Regions from separate parts of the Anser cygnoides genome. Here region 2 is linked to region 1. The links are chromatin contacts, called in public Hi-C maps. All regions are on one chromosome and are shown on one strand. Each heading gives the region's core, a stretch centred on a gene start, on an enhancer-like site or on the middle of the called end of the contact. The rest is flanking DNA. Distances are from core to core; before and after follow the strand shown. Region 1 holds the start of CNKSR3 (CNKSR family member 3). Region 2 overlaps LOC106034209 (a long non-coding RNA gene).

Region 1 (5,904 bases), core at 931-3,430:
AAAAGGCATAAGCTCCTCTCCAAACATTCTGTTAATCAGTATATTTATAAAACTAGCCTCGAGAATTGAAGATAATATTCATAAGTTAAAATACAGACTATTGGTCTCTTCTCAAACATAAAATGCAGTGGTTGTGAACTACATAGTAGTTAAGCATTTTGGCTTAGAAATAAGCCATGAAACGTAGTATTAATAAGGCTACTATTAAAGTGTCAATTTTAATGAGCAGCGATGAAAGTCTAACCAAAAAATAAAGTTTTCCACATCTCATTTCTTTATTACAATCTTGTCATGCAGGGAGTGACGTAAAAAGACGCCGTGCAATGAAGAAGTCAAATGCTTACCTGGAAACTGAAAAACAACAGCAGAAACAAAAGTCACTAGCAGTCTTTAATTTATTCCTTTGCATTTCAAAGGACACGCGTTAGCATTAGTCAGAAGATTCACCTTCCAACTACAGCCAGGCCTCAAATTATTCTGCATAACACTAATTGAGGGTCCAACTAAAGAGTTACCTGTTCAAGGAACCTGCAAGTAAAATAAATTATGCAAGAAAGCAAGCCAAGCATGCTCAAGTATAATAAAGCCTTTTAAAATGATTAGCAGGTTTACTCTTTAATCTGGCAAGGTAACAAACTTTCAGTGCCCAAGAGAAAAGACACAATGAGGGAACAGCATTATATAAATATTCCACATGCCAAAGCAAAAGGCTTATTTCATTGTAACAATGCACTCCTGTTTAAACCAATACCAATAGCAGAAAGAGAGGTCTTTCTGGGGAAGTTATTTAGATGTTAACGCACAACTTTGCAGCACGTCTGTGCGGACTCCTCTCCTTCCAGAGGCTGCGCTCACAGTCCATCATTGGCACCGGCACGCCCGGACACATGTTCACACTCAGGAGGGCTGGGAGTATCCATCTTGCTCTCTGTACGAAAACATTAGCCTGCTTTCCAAATTTGACTCAGTCTCGAACCAAACTCCTGCCAAGTGCTGACCACAGGCATGCAGTCTAATCAGCATTATGGTCCTGAGACATCGAAGTAATGGCTGCTATAAGTGAGTGCCGCTGCTAATCCAGGGGAGCTTTCAACTCTCAAAGCATTCGTAATTTTGCATCAACTTCAAATCAAGCAAAGCCTGGGAAAACGCTTTATGTAACAAAGGGTGATGGCCCTAAAACACAGTCCTGCGAGACAACAGCAGTCCATCCCACAAGTCACAAGCCTCTCACCTAATTCAGAGCTATTTCCCTTTTGATTTTCGCACTGCAGAGCAGGAACTGCGAGAGCAGTCCTCTAACTGCCATTCAGAAAGCACTGGCAGTGTCCGACCAGGCTTGACACAGCTGAAGCCAACACTGCCTTCACAAATAAATAAATAAATAAATAAAAACAGCCACCGAGCACGGCAGGTGACCCCCCCGAGGGACGTGGGGCACCTGGGGGCACAGCTCGCAGCCCCCACCTCCCTTCTCTCAGGAAACAGCTTCCCAGAGCTGCACCAGCGGACGGGCTTTGCGAACGCCTTGCTTAACTCGAGCTCTCCTCCTTCACTTAACTTTGCTTAACTTACAAGCCAAGGTGTTTTCGGCCAGCGGGCGGGTATCTCTCCGAAAAGCTGCAAGCCAACTCGCGTGGCCTATCGACCGGCCGGCAGGAGGGGAGCTGCCCCCGCCGGGCACGGCCGCAGGGGGACGGGAGCGAGCGCCAGGGGGGCTCCGCCGGAGCCGCCCGCCCTGCCGACGGGGCTCGCCTCGCCCCCGCACCCCGGAGAGGGAGGAAAAAGCGCCCGGGGCTCACGGGCACGGAGAGGGAACCGGCCTGGAAGCCGCCCGCTCCCGGGACGGGGCTGCGGCTGGGGCTGGCACCGCCGCGGCGGCGCTGGAGGCGCCGGCCCCGCTCGTCCACGGGGCCGCCGAGCCCGGCACCAGAAAGTTCCCGCGGGCCGTGCCGAGCCGTGCCGGGCAGCGCAGGCGCCCTTACCCTTGGTCCAGTCCACCACTTGCTTCGGGCTCCACCTGGTCACCGGCTCCATGGCGGGCTCGGCCCCGCCGGGACCTGCCCCTGCGGGACACCGGCACCACCGCTGCCGCCGCCCGCCGCGCTCCTCCGGCCGCGAGCTCGCCCCCTCTCAGGCTCCCATCCCCGCGGCCCCGCTCCCCGCCCGCCCCGCGCCGGCCGGGCCGTCCCCCCGGGCCGGCTCCTCCCGCGGGCCGCGGCCGGGCCCGCCCCGCCGCCGCTCCGCCCCCAGGTGCTGCCGCCCGGCTCCCCTCGGCCGTCCGGAGCTGGCCTGAGGGCCGGCGGGTTTCGGCCCGAGGGCCTAGCGAGAGCCGGCTGTCCCCGGCCCGGCGCCGTATGTGGAAAAGCGCCGAGGAGAAAGTCCCTGTGGGGGCTCGGGGTCTGAGCTGCCCTCCAAATGGCAACCCCCAGGCGGCCGGCCCGGCCCGGGCAGGAAATGGCCGCGGCGGGGCAGGGAGGCTGCTCCGGGAGGGATCGAGCGTTTGAGTAAAATAATAAATAAATACACAAAACCAACACGCAGAAAGTGAAGTTTTCAAGATCCCGGCTTCGAAAAGAAAACTGTGGTTTTCTGTGCCAGTACCGAGAAGCCTGCCATCACCTATCATGTCCCTTGTAGGCTGTAGCCTTCCTAAGAACAGTTCTGTCGTGGTTGCTTCAGTTTACTCTGCACATTTTGGATTAGAAAACTTTTATATACACGTACCGGACAGTGTGTTTCAAAACATGCTGAACACAGCCCCTGTAACATATGTGTCATGATGTATGGCATTATACTTTGATAATTAACACTTTTACGTAAACATGACTGAAATCTCTACATGGTGTTTCTGCACAGCACGCTAAAAGAAAGTGAAGTGGGGTCAAAAACAGATACAGATCCTCCTTTCTTCTGCAAAGCAATTAAATGTTGCCTTTTACACTGGCATTTCTTGTGCAGACCTCCAAAGTTCAGCACGATGACAAATGTGCCTGCTACGTGAATGACTCCAATAAAGCCAATAGTCAATAGACTGTAGAGACTTTAACAAAGGGATGATTTCCAGAATTACAGCAGTTTGTTTCTTTTGAAACTACTAAGTGTTATTTGTGCCTTTCACAGTCACAGTTGCTTTGTAGCGTTTATAGTTTTATATAAAACATTGTAGGGGTCGGTGTATTAACACACTGTGTACAAAAAGGCAAATTAAATTTCAATATATGCTGTGCAGATGTGAAAAAAAGCAATGTTTTTGAACTCTCAGAAACATATTTTTTTAAAACTAACATATTTTATAGGCTCAGGATTTCCGTGTGCAAGAGGGGGGCTGCTGTTGAGGTAGCTTTGTGCTGTGTGGAAGGGAAGGACGGACGGAAACGTGGGACATTTCTCCTCGCTGCGGTTTCTGAAGGGGTGGGTTGACCGTGGCCGGGCGGGCAGAAGGGTGGCGATTAGGGGGCCGCCTGCTGTCCTGCCCCACAACCAGGACCTGCCCAAGGGTGGCCTGGTGGCCAGGCACTTCAGTGGCGGCTCCGTGTGAGTCACAGCCCTGTGGCAATTTTAGCAGCCGCTGCAGGCTGCCATCAACCGCTCTTCTCCCAGTATTGGTATTTGGTTTATTTCTGAATCCTGCACTTAGAAGAGCCCTTGGGTGTGGTGGCCATTTCACCATAACAGATTATTTCTGTTTTTCTGTTCTCACTTGGGAGCTACAGTGAGCCGTCCAGTGTACCTCAGTCTCACTTTCCTCACAGGCATTATTTCACTTTTGCCCTGGCCACCTCCTGAGGGCTGTGTAAACCCTGGGAGTGTCTACTTAGAGGTTTAACTGCTGACCTCCATAGCTTCATGCTCAAGATACTGACCTCCACTGCTCCGCTCCCTTCTCCTAAATGCACCCGAAGACCATTTTCCATCAGTGATGCAGCAGGGAGACATGGAGAAAACATGTATTTTTATTACATGCTTCACTTAGTGGATCTGGCTCAGCACCAAAATCCATCACGAAGTCCTTTTGCAACGTGCAGAAGGGTCTCACTGTTCCTCAGTGAAGAAGAGCAGAGTGAACTCTTCTGTGAAAGGAACGCTGTGAAATTTTCGCTAGGCAGTGTCTGAGAGTGAGTAAGCAGCTGGGATTTGAGACTGTCCAGCACCCCAGTTTTCAGAGGCTCCCTTCTCCATCCATCTGCTGTCCCTAGACATATACTTGAAGTGTAGGGACGGGCAGTTCTGTGTATGGTTGTGCAGTGCCCGATGGGACTGGCATTCCTGCCGCGGCAGAGGGAGCCTGCCCTGCTGCAGAGCCTGGCCACGGAGTCAAGAAGTGGCACCTCACAGATTCTAGGTTTGGGAAGCAGTGGTGAAAAACAGACAGGCCTTTTTGCATATGTTCCTAAAAACTAGTCATTTGCTCCTCCTGTTTGCCACATGGTGGCTGAAGGTGAATTTCTAGTGCTTGATTGTAAAGGCAATTTGTTAAAGCTAAACTGTTTATTTGCTTTTTGGTGTGTGAAATACTATGCTTGTCAGTTCACCTCTCTGCATATTTGAAAGATTAAAATGCAGTTCACCACAACTTTAATATTGGTGGAGCAATCCAAAATTTCTTGATTCCCCATTGAAACGTGTGTCATTCACACTTCAAAAACAACAAAGCAGCAGCTCCCAACCCTTGCAGAGGCCCGAATGAACAGATGGGCCTTGCAATGTGCCCTCTTAATGGTTTCACAACAGTTAGTGTCACAGTGCTTCCGTCTTAACTACACAGATGCTTCCCAAGGTTGCAGGAAGGAAAGCAAATGTCTCTCACTGTTGGTGTTTGGAGCAGTCATCTGCTGTCATCCTTCTCTGTCACATGTCTTGGGCCAGTCCCCATGTCTTATTTGGATAGGATGAGCACCAGATTTTGTGAGTCAGACATGCAGATCTGGTCACTTGCTAGCAGATTGCCAATCTGATAAATCCATTATTCATTGTTATCATTTTCTATAATTTTCAAGATGACAAATCTACTTTTTTTGTTGCTGTGTTTTGTTCGTTTGTTTGTTTGTTTTTGTCAGCAGGACAATATTGTAGTGACTCTGGGTTCTTTGATTACATTATTATATCCCTTAACACCAACTGCTTTGCAGCCTGCTCTGGTCAAACGAAGTAAAGCTGAAAGGGGAAAGAAGCACATATTCAGTTTCTCAGATGGGTTCCTAGCCAAGTTGCGTACCTGTGCTCTTTTAAAGCCCAGATTGCAACTGTTCTTTTGAGTTGATTTTTCTCATAATCGCATCATCTCAATGCCTGTTTTATCTGAGATGAGATTAACTAGTAGTCAGTTGACATGATGCAATTAGGAGTTCTGTTTGTAGATTAAGGTAGTTTTGTTCAAGAAAATACTCATTGCCTCAAGAAATTAAAAATAAATAAATAAATCCATCTCTCTCTGATGTCTATGGATCAAAAAATTACATGCACATCTTCAGATGCTCTATGGATTAGTTTACAAGTTTTGTGCCAGTAAGGAGTATCAGGAAACATGTTGGTTCTTTTTCCCTGCTTGCAGCCACATGTGGAGTTCATTGCTATGTTGCTGTGGCAAGGCCCAATACCAGCTCTCCAGAAGTGCACATTTTTTCATTAGTTATAATTTTCCAGTGATAACAGTGCTTTGATTTAAAACAGCGTTCAGACCAACTGTTTGTTGATTCCCTGTTTTCTTCGTTTTCTCTTTTCTTTTATTTATTTATTTTTTTCTTTCTTCTCCCCATACCCAGACCAGATGTTCAAAGGGACAACAGCGTAGTTCACATGGATGATCTGGCAGCACACAGCTCAGTATAGATCAGATCATGGCTCTACAGTCATGACAGGTCATGGCACCGTGCACTGTCACATCACCCGTCAGCAAAGACT
Region 2 (5,232 bases), core at 754-3,253, 76 kb after region 1:
AGAGCTGGAAAATGCTCACTTGGAAAACTAGACGTTTGCAGCTTTTTTTTGACCTCAAATGCAAACCAGACTTTAAAAAAAGTAAAATAAATTTTACAACTACATTTTTATCGTCAAAATAAAGCGTTATAGGAAATGCAACACTGAAATTGTTAAGAGCAAGTTACTCCTAAAATGACCAGAACAGCCATCTTTTTACATTCTTAAATAATAACGTATTGCTAGCAAACTCACCAGAAATAACTATAATATGTCTTTTGCTCAACATGACTTGGAAAGCAGCACATACCTTTCCAATCAGTAACTCACGAACATCTCCCTGCATTTCCAGTGTGGAAGACCACACGGCTGCCCTTCTCTCCCCTTCCTGTCTCTAGGATACACCAGTGCTAAACAGCACACTTTCTGGTTGCCAGAGCTGAATCTATTTGAAAATATTTGTTTAGTCTTGGCAGTTGCACATGGGCCATAACACCAAAGATAAGACCTACCACACAAGCACATAGTTTCAGAAACAACATCCCCTCGCCTTCAGAGTTTTATAGGCACATTTGGCCATCATCTTAAAGCTTCTCAGCTTAGCAGAGAAGGGACTGGAAGACCCAGATATAAGAGGTAAGAGGTGATCCCTCCCAGCTTTAATCCCCAAAATGAGAAGGAAATAAGAATTCAACTTTCCTCTTAGCTTTCTCACAGTGAACAGGCATCATGTGTTCATCATGCTGATGGTTATTAGAAGGTTGCCTGTCAAAACTTACCAGAACCAGCACATTTGCTCACTTTCTGAAGGATTGAAACAAACACCAATGTTTTCAAGTAGTCTTACAGCAATCATGAACATTTATTACCTTAAAGCAAGCTTTTCTTTCACAACTTAAGGCCAAACCACAATACAAATCTCTCCACAGACTGCACATGGCCGTTGCCAGTACCAAAATAGTAGCCCCCTGGACAGGTAGAAACTCCCTTTTCTGGAGAATGGCTCCCTGCTCCTGCAATGACATGGAGATCATTGGACGTTGAGCAAGAAACTCAACAGTATATGACTGTTCTGCACAGACAAAAAGGCAGATCAGCCAGGCCCAAGCTATTGTGGGTGCAAACCTAGCATGCACTAGGGCTGGTAGGAGTGCCAGCCCCTGAAAAATCCTTGCAGGGCTACAAGAAGGGCAGGTTGGAGGTCCTGAGGAATACTCTACCCTCAAGTCACAAGAGAAGGAGGACAGGAAAAGTGGGATGCATCAGCAATATAATGATAATCCTTGCTGTGACCTACTGGCATGAGATCAGACAAGCAGATCGTTAAAGAAAAGGGATTTCTATTTTCAGCCCAACAGAGTGAGGCTGTTTTCTGATGTCCAAAGTGGGAGTTTTGATGTTTTGTGAAAACAGTTTCAACATCACAAGGCACTTTCTCTGGCTTGTAGGTTCAAAGGAAAAATGTGACAGGACAGGATAAAGAGCTTGATTCAGTCATGGCTGATAAGCATATGCTTTATGGCACCTGTCCTGTAAATAGGATCCTTCACCTTTCAGAGTACGCTGTAGATGGGGGACCACCTACAACAGAGGTTGGACAGGCCACTCACTTTTTTTTTCCAAAAATAAAGGATAATGAGAGCTTAGCTATAGGGCTAAAATACATTCATAGCAAACAAGCCTTGCATTCTTTCAATAGGTCTTGTCAGGTTAGCTGTATCAAGTTTACATGCCATTAGTTATTGTAGCCATACAATCATTTTTTAAACAGACATCTCTGTACTTTTTTCTTCTTGTCATTCTTTCTCTCCATTACAAGGATTTACTAAAAATAATTTTTGTAAAGTTATTTACATTTTAAATGTAGTGCACACTATTGCATTATTTTTCAGCTAACTGGAGCTAAGTTAGAGTTTAAATGCCACTCACAGTGCTTGACCTCCTCATCTCTAAAAGAAAATCCTTCCAGTTTTAATGAAGGAGCAGCATTGTGCACAAAGCAGATGATAGCTCTGAGAATACTTGACTGTTTTCCAACTTCTGGCATGTGCTGCTTGGGTGTTTTCCAGGGAGTTATTTTACTTCATTGTGCCTCAGTACCCATGTAAGAAATGAAAATAATGTTACCCATCAGCATGCTGTATGAACCAGATATTATCATTGTGGCAAAGTCAAAGAAAACACCCACAAATTGTTTTTGTGATTTAAACACCTTAAGAATTATATGCCTCTTTCATCAGTAAAGAAAACTGAGATGCACTTCTTTCATAGCACCATTTTTTGCACATGAGAATAAGGACTGCGCTTATAAACAGTAAGGAGTGATGTATGTTGTTTATCAGTGTAAGAAGTCCCAGCAGAGATGGCTTGATCACAGTGATTCTTAGCAAGATGAGCCATCTTTACATATACAAATGAAGTCCGTAAGTAATCGCTCTGCTTTCTTCTCTGAATAGGGACTCGGGGGATCTGCTTCCCTGGGGAGCTCTAGAGAAAGAAAGCATCAACAGTAGCTAAGAGAAATGATTATTTCCCAGTGACACAAAGGTCACTAAAAAAAATTCCCGTGATGGAAACAACAGATAAGTCACTTAAGTAATCTGGCAAGAAACAGATAAATAAAAAGATCCTTCAGAAAGAATTTGAGCCTCCTCAGAACCACAAAAGAAACCTGGATGCAACAAAAGAGTTTTATAGAGCATCTCCATTTACTATTTTCCTGCCCGAGGGCAGCTAAAAGGTTCACATTAGGAGCAACATTCAATAAATATTTAGCTTTTTTTAGAATGGACTTTCAGTGATCAAGAATTTCCTTTATATGGAATACTTATTCTGTCACATTGGCTAATACTTCACATACTCAATGAACAGCCATAAGTTTCAAGTTACTTTGAATTCATGGAAAAATAGCAGCGTAAGGAGAAAAAAAAATCATGTTTCCATGTGAAAGCATAACATGCAACTTCCTGCACTCAGCCCCCCTGTGCGATGGAACAGAATCAGCTAGCCCCCTCCAGTATCCGCCTGTCTGCTAGAAAATTAGTGATGAAGTATGCAGAAACACAACAATTAGCACTGTGTTATTAGATACTTCCTATCAAGAATTGGGACACGGACACTGCTTGTTCCAGCTGGGGACCCTTGGACCGATTCCCCAGGGTTTCCCTTCCTGTGGTGCCCAGGGGACGCCCATGCTCAGGGCCTTCTGGGGAGCCCAAGGAATGCAAATTCTGGCCCTGTACGGGTCCAGCCAGCTCCTGGCAGAGGCCAAGCTCTGCAAAAATGGGCCGAAAAGGGATGCCGGTGCACTGACTGCTAGGAGGTGGTGCTCCTGTGCTGCCTCCCCTGCTCCACAGGAACGAGCTGTGGGGCTAGAGGGATGAGAGAGGAAAAGTTGATTTCTCCCGAAAGAAAAAAGCGTGGGGCATGCAAGTCATCCACAAAGGTCTGCATTTGCCTGTTCTGCCCGAGCGAGCCGCTTACAGCCCTGCAAGCAGGCTCAACGCGTTTTTGAGCCGTCCAGCAGTGCCCTCCAGCGCCCGCGGCCGGCCCCTGCAGGGCTTGGGGGGGACCAGAGGCTTTCCGAACAGACAGAATTTGAAATAAAGCCTGCAGATAGCAACAGAGGGTCCCTAAGCGATGGAAAAGGTGCTTCATGCCCCCATCTCACTTGCACAGCTGAATGCCAGATCACCAGAGGACATCCTTTCCTGCAAGCACTATCTCCAGTGCTCTTCCCCTAAGGTCTTGTCATGGTCTGTATTCCCACAGCACAGGGATCAACCTGAGTCACAGAGCTTGACGTTCCCTTCATAGAGGCTTGTGTTGAAGTCATGTTTTCCTCCATGAGGGGCTTGGGAGAGTCCTGGGGTGGTCCTGCAGCACTCCCCAGCCCCCTGTGTGACTCCATGCAGGAGCAGCACCAGAGCTTGGTGCAGAGGTCCACTCCAGAGAAGTCCCTCTGGTTGTTATAACAGGATGCCACACTGCTGGAGACTAAGCAACTGCAGAGGTGCTCTAGATTAACACCATTTTAGTGCTTAACTCCGTAGTAGCCTTGCCACAATTTACAGACTACCACTTCACTAAGTCCCCAGAGAAAGCTTTTGCCATCCACTCACCCTCTGGGCAGCCCTATCCTACCACAGGCATGGCCCTGGAGTGACAGCTAGCAGCTTCCAAAGACAAGACCTAAAAGCAGGACTTGCTTCATTGTTTTAAATATAATCGTCTTACCCTCTCTCTGGAGGGAACAAGTGCAAGATGTGCTGTGCCTTGGCTGGCCTCCAGTGCCTCTGATGCTGGGTCGCATCCCCCACACCTCTGCAGGAGCATCAGTCTGCCAAAGTTTTCCCAAGTCCTTAAGAAAACCCTCACACCAGATCTTAAGGATGACTCAGCAAACAATCCTTGCTTCTCTGCAATGCTGTTCCAGTATAGTCACAAAAGAAAAATTAATTCCAAGAGTCCTAAATTAAGTTAAAAACCCCCAGAAGCGATGCAGCAATATATTATTGAAAATAGACACCCCCAAAAAATACCCAGAAGAGAAGAAATAACACAAAGTTACTCAACCCCCAATGTGGGAAAGCTAGGCTTGAGAAAGAAGACAGTTTTCTCTATAGAAAGGAGCAATATTTCCCTCTTGACTTAGAGCAAAGGATTCAAGTTCAGGAATACCTCGGACTTGTTCATTAATTAAGAAGAACTGAAAGTACATGGACAACTACTTTGACTTCATAAGGTGATTTGTACATTTCTATATCACAAACTGCATTAAAACAGGGATACATAGCCTTCACACTACTTTGTGCTATGCATCATAAAGCAAAATTAGGGTTAGGCAACTGTTAATAAATATACTAGGAAGCACACAACATTGAATGTTCCAGTATCTGGAACAGAACATTTGATGTTTTGAGTTCATCCAGATAAGTATAAAAATGCTCTAGCACACACATTGCCCAAATACAGCAGAAGAATTCTCACAGTCACGCCAAGCACGCTGCTCAGCAACTCGGACCAGAAGCATGGATCAACAGAGACTGGCTTTACTGCTTTCTTTTTTAAATAGAAGAATTCCCTAATATTTTCTTGGTTACTTAAGCACTTTGGGTACTGTAATACAAAGGAAAAGCATTTTAAACTTTGAATGGTGCCTTTTTGTTGAGGTTACAAACCAAGAACTACTTATCTAAAGCAGGATTTGGGATTTCACTATTAAAGGGCTGCAGCAGAGTCACCCTGGAGACT

What was found. A called contact is a pair of places that touch in the nucleus more often than the background predicts.
Region 2: a contact with region 1 is called in a Hi-C map of granulosa cells, with 1.9 times the contacts expected there. The contact joins the enhancer-like site here to the promoter of CNKSR3 in region 1. A contact is called at or near these places in 2 of 7 Hi-C or Micro-C datasets (granulosa cells and liver).

Annotation. Positions count from the first base shown.
Region 1 is chr3:55,407,580-55,413,483 of Taihu_goose_T2T_genome, forward strand. It overlaps CNKSR3 (CNKSR family member 3), which reads right to left and starts at 2,181. Exons shown (of 13, transcript XM_048076890.2): 1 at 1,986-2,181. The coding sequence starts at 2,037.
Region 2 is chr3:55,483,853-55,489,084 of Taihu_goose_T2T_genome, forward strand. The region is part of intron 1 of LOC106034209 (a long non-coding RNA gene); the gene reads right to left. Among named protein-coding and RNA genes, the nearest start is that of SCAF8, 20 kb to the right of the region's middle. Within about 2 kb of position 2,004, at least 1 of the 3 cell types and tissues checked has open chromatin away from gene starts, as enhancers often do.